Linked DNA regions of Rattus norvegicus: region 1 is linked to region 2. A link is a contact called in public Hi-C data. All regions are on one chromosome and are shown on one strand. The core of a region is the stretch at or near the end of the contact, and the rest is flanking DNA. Distances in the headings are between cores, read along the strand shown.

Region 1 (2,792 bases), core at 38-2,537, 140 kb before region 2:
GATTCCCTGCACTGCTATGGTGACACAGGAGGTAGAGACAGAACACCCCAGAAGCTCTCTGGCTGGCTTGCCTGAATACACAGCACAGAAACAAACGTCAAGAGAGATCTGACCTCCAACAAGGTGGAAGGTGAGGACTAAGACCCAAAGCTGTCCTCTGAAGCCTATACATGTGCCACGGGTCCGTGCACCTCACATACCAACACACGCACACATTCATATTCTCTCTCTCTCTCTCTCTCTCTCTCTCTCTCTCTCTCTCTCTCTCCATAGATACATGTACACATAAAATACTTACTTGTCCTCTCATACAAATTAGCAAAAGAAAAGCACGAAGATATATTAAGTACAGGAATGATTTCGGGATGTGCAGCAAGCCCTGTTCAATACAGCTTTGCCACATACCAGCTCACAGTTAGAACACACGCACGTTTTAAACCTTTAAAGGCATCTTGTCTCTCTCCTCCTCTCTGCTGGCACTGGCATTACACTGTAGTTATTTATGTCAAGTCCAAAATGGATGATCAATTCTTTGATAGAAAAGTGATTCGCTATTTTCATTACTTAACATATAGCTGCGCTTGATAAATATTTGCTGAAGAAAGTATGACACGATGTTACGTTTTTAAGACATACGCTCCTTGAGTCAGCACCATACACAATCCGTGGGAAGGTAATAACTTCTATGGTAACTACTAGTTCTCAAAGCGGGTCTTTGCCCAACCCGTTGGACTAGCCTAAACCTCAAGCTCTGCAAAGATTAATAGCTCTGTCAGGGGTGGGAGTCAGGGTTGTCTGTCGGTGTACGTGACGCTTCCAAATAGAAGGAACGAAATTAAAACTCAGTAGGGAAAAGAAACTTCGTAGGAGCCTATAGCTCAGGCTTTAAGTCGCACCGGCTATTTGAAGATTGACAGCTCCGGCAATCTTCAAAGCATCCCATGAAATTTATATCGGCTTAACACTGAGAAAACACACGGAGGGTCTTCGGGCCTCCAAATCAGAAAGCCAGCCTCCCTGAGGTCGGTGCAGGCAGCAAACCCAAGCTCGGGGCGAACCCCCGACTGCGTCCATCCAGCCGACCGATGTCTCCGGCCCCACCGCCCCACCCCATCTCGCCCTGCCAACCCCGCCACGTACGTGCTTGGATGAGAGCGCAGTGACGCCACGGATGAGGCCGCCCAGCCTGGAGAAGAAGGGTGCTCTGGAGGCCGCAGGCCCTCCCAGCTGGTTCTGCAAGAAGAGCCCCGGCAGTGCGGTCAGCGTCCTCTCCACCATGTCGCTCATCGCTGCCTCTCTTCGAAGCTACTTCATGCCCAGCCTCCCGGCCTCCGTAGTCACTTCCGGCGTTTTGAATAAGAAATCTTTATTCGCGCCGAGATAGTACGAGCAGGATGAAGTTCCAGAAGAGACCGCCGGGGGGAGAACGAGTCTAGGAGAACGCAGTTCTCAGAAGACAGGAAGATCTATTAGCGGTGAAAAGTGTATGCACGAGTATTCTTTTATTTTCTGGAATCTTCCAAGTAGAAGATTGGGGAAGTCGTGCCATTCCCCCGTCTCAGTCTCCAAGTACTGAGATTACATACCTGACCCACCATCGTCTTTACAGTGTTCTTAACATCTGTACGAACTCTTATCTCTGAAACGTTGTAATAAGTGAATTGTTTTCTTAAATCTTGAAAATGTTCTTGTATCTATACCTCAACAAAAGAAAAAGTTTGCCTGACAGAGTAGTTATGCAAAGATGTTTTAATTTGTTGAAAAAATTATCAATATTTAAATTATTTAAAACAGATTTTCTTTAGAACTTAATATTTTATGCCTCGGCAAAATTTTGTTTACTTTTTTTTTTTTAACTTTAGCCTCTTTTATTAGCTTCAATTAGAAAACTTACTTTCCAGTCGTGCATAGTGGTTGTTGTCTGTAACCCCAGCACTTGAGGATGGAAGGAGGAACAAGAAAATTCAAAGGCATCTCCTGTGCCATATCAAGTTTAAAGCAAGCCTGGGTTATATGAAACCCTGTCTTAACTTTCCCCATTCCCCAGGTTTTTCTCTTCCACCTAAAACTTGCTGGAAAAGCTGATACTTTTCTGACTCGGGGGAAAGGAACGTAGCGACGCTGCCAAAAAGTAGAGTGAAGCTTTCTTTCTCCTGGCCTGGGTGATGCTCATTAGTCCCCTTAGTACATCTTATCCAATAGAACACTTTCAGACTGTAGTGTGGTGCCAGTAAAACGGGGTCATTGTTTGGACCACAGTTTAAAGGAAGAAAAATTACACATTGAAACAGAGACATGGGGGTTGGGGATTTAGCTCAGTGGTAGAGCGCTTGCCTAGCAAGCGCAAGGCCCTGGGTTCGGTCCCCAGCTCCGGAAAAAAAAAAAAAAAGAAAGAAAGAAACAGAGACATGATAAGCTTTATAAAAAGCAAAACTCCGTTGCCACCACTTCTCAGACAGCACTAAAACTTTCTACTCAGCTTTAATTAGCGCGCTGAATTGGCTAGCAAATGATGGAACCACTTCAAAGGTTCAAAACCATGACACCTGCCTGGACGACAAGGCCACCGTACAGCTTCAGAAACGATAGGAGGTAGTCCGTGACCGGCGAGACTAGCCAATAGGAAAGGTACTGCAAAAGTAGGCTAGACAACTTAAATGAATTCAGTTCAGAACTGTAAGTGGCGGTGCACACATTAATACCAGAACTCTGGAGGCAGAGGCAGACGGATCTCTGAGTTCTAGGCCAGCCTGGGGCTACACAGAGAAATCCTGTCTCCAAAGCCAAAAAAA
Region 2 (2,809 bases), core at 208-2,707:
GGCTGCATATCAGATATCCTGCATTTCAGATATCTACATTATGATTCATAACAGTGGCAAAATTACAGTTATGAAGTAGCAATAAAAAGAATTTTATGGTTGGGGGAGGGTCACCATAATATAAGGAACTGTGTTAAAGCCACACAGTGTTGGTAAGGTTGAGAACCACTGAGTTAGAGCGATGAGATCTGTACACACAGGAAGAGTTTAGCAAGGGTGCCAGAAATCTGGGACTATTGAATATGTTCATTGCCTTGATTGGAGTAGTGATTTCATGTTGAAGTTTATCAAATTGTACACTTAAATGTGTCAATTATTCATCAGTGAAGCTGGTAGGGTTTTTATTGGGGGAGGGGTGTCTAATTGAGACAGTGTCTCACTAGGTATCTCTGGCAGACCTGGAAGTTGGCTTCTAACTCACAGAGATTTGCCTGCCCCTGCCTTCTAGAATTACAGGCGTTTGCCTGCCCCTCCCTTCTAGAATTACAGGCGTTTGCCATCTTGATTTTTTTTTTTTTAGACCAGTAGTGGTACATGCCTGTAATCCCAGCACTCGGAAAGTTAAGGCAGGAAGATTACAGTAAATTTGAGATTAGTCAGAGTAAAAAGAGCAAAGATAGAGGCAGAACGGAGCTTCAGGCAGTGGAGCCTTTACATTTGTAAGAGCGAAAAGATGATGTGTCAAAAGCAGATTTGGTTTTGTGTTTTTAAGACGGTGTTGTCATTCTAACCCTCACTAGTCTCGAATTTACTGCAATCCTCCTGCCTCAGCCTTTTGAGTGCTGGGATTACAGGCATGTGCCAACTACTCCAGGTCAAAACAAAAAACAAAAACAAAACAAAACAAAACAAAAAAACCAAAATCCAAAATCCTTTCAGGATGGCGAAAGCTGGCAATCCCAGAACTGTGGGATTAAAAGCAAATTCCATAGTTCAAGGTCATTTTAGGTCAGGAGCCTGAGCCACAAGGGACTCAAAAAACACTAATTGTCTGACATTCCAGTTCCAGATGATCTAGGGCGGTCTTCCGAGGACACTGCACACATATGTTACACAGACATACATGAGGCAAAACACACATACACATAAAATAAGCCACTTATAATAGCAGCGATAATAACAGACTGCACCCTTGATGGGAAAGGATAACGTGTGGGAAAGCTATCGCTAATAACCAACATAGACCGATGCGATAGCAAAAGAAACAAGACAATCGTGTCTGGCCGCGGGAGTTACTTTTTGGCGAACCCGGGGATCCGGTCATTAAAGCGGAACAAGTTCTCACAGACGGAGGCAGGGGAAGCTGAAGCCAGCAACACCAGGGAAAACCGCAGCTCTGCGCTTCCCGGCCGGCGGCTGGGCGGGGATTAGGGGTAGGCCGCAGTAAACGCGCCCTTCACGTGACACGCCCTCCGCGCGACGCACTCGACGCCCCCGTCACGTGGCTGCCGCGGCCCCGTCTCCGGCGGAGGCGGGCGCGGGCGCGTCCCTGTGGCCAGTCACCCGGCGGAGCTGGTCGCACAATTATGAAAGACTCGACTTCTGCTGCTAGCGCTGGAGCTGAGTTAGTTCTGAGAAGGTTTCCCGGGGCTGTCCTTGTTCGGTGGCCCGTGCCACCGCCTCCGGAGACGCTTTCCGATAGATGGCTGCAGGCCGCGGAGGAGGAGGAGGAGCCGCTGCCCTTCCGGAGTCCGCCCCTTGAGGAGAATGGTACGGAGCCGGGCCTGGCGCGGGCGGGCCTCGCGGGAGCCTGTGCGCCGCTCCGGGGAGCTCTGTGGCCCTCTGGGCGCCTCCGCTCGTAGCGGAGCCGCGGAGTTGACACGGAAAGGGAGGGAGGGCTGAGGTGTTACGGAAAGGAGAAGGGAGCGGGTTCCGAGCTGTGACTTATTGGCTGTGCCGCAGACTCTCTACAGGTACATTTTCTATTATTATTACTTTTTAATAGAACGGGAGTGATTTTGACGGTGTAGACTGCGTTGTGGTTCGGGCTTTTCTTTAGCAAGGGACAGGGAAGGGACAATTCCTGGGAGGCTGAGACTGCGTTGCCAGGTCTGCGTCGAACTACCTCATCTGTTGTCCCAGACAGTTTGAAGCCAATGTGCAGACTGGAGGGAGTCGGTGTGTTGCAGCGTTGGCTAGAGCTTTTGTTGTTAAGGCCAGGAACCGGATTTGGAGATTTCTTACAAAGAAAGCCATTTAGATCTAGGATCTGAGCAGGAAAGGCATTCCTGCTCAGTAGTTTAACTTGATAGGCTTTATGCAAACTGGTGTTCCTTTGCCGAAGTCTGACAGGTTTAGTTTTCTTCTTTTTCTTTATTTTTGAGACAAGGTCTTGCTTGTAACCCTGGCTGGCCTGGAACTCGCTGTGTATACCAGGTTGGCTCTAAACAGAGATCCGCTTACTTCTGCCTCCCAGAATTAAAGACGTGCGCCACCACGTCCGGCTAGGTTTAGAAGTGTCTTTAAAAAGTACATGTGAAAGTAATGCATTTCTCACTTTGGTTTGAGAAGTCATTGAAGACTACTTTTACTTGAGACTGGGTTACATGTAGCCCAGGCTGGCCTCAAATCCAGAGGCCCTCATTGAGTTCCTTATCCTCTTGCCTCCATCTTCTGAGCTCTGGAATTACAGGTGTCTGTCACCTCGCTTTTCCTATTTCTTGAAAGGAAAGTTCAAATCCCTCTACCTCTGCTAAATCATTTCATTTAAATACTTACGGCTTTGATTTAAAGGACTCTACTGGAGGGTGAGTTGAATCCAAGTGCCTTGCAAGTCGTTAAGTACTGACTATTCAGTGGTATATCTAGT

Evidence for each region. Hi-C and Micro-C count contacts between places; a contact is called where the count stands out from the background.
Region 1: a contact with region 2 is called in a Hi-C map of frontal cortex, with 2.1 times the contacts expected there. The contact joins the promoter of Ap4e1 here to the promoter of Trpm7 in region 2. A contact is called at or near these places in 1 of 12 Hi-C or Micro-C datasets (frontal cortex) and 1 of 1 datasets of contacts at active chromatin or transcription factors (oligodendrocytes).

Annotation. Positions count from the first base shown.
Region 1 is chr3:134,724,833-134,727,624 of GRCr8, reverse strand. Ap4e1 (adaptor related protein complex 4 subunit epsilon 1) reads right to left here and starts at 1,287. Exons shown (of 21, transcript NM_001191742.1): 1 at 1,141-1,287. The coding sequence starts at 1,287.
Region 2 is chr3:134,586,761-134,589,569 of GRCr8, reverse strand. Trpm7 (transient receptor potential cation channel, subfamily M, member 7) reads left to right here and starts at 1,457. Exons shown (of 39, transcript NM_053705.2): 1 at 1,457-1,710. The coding sequence starts at 1,708.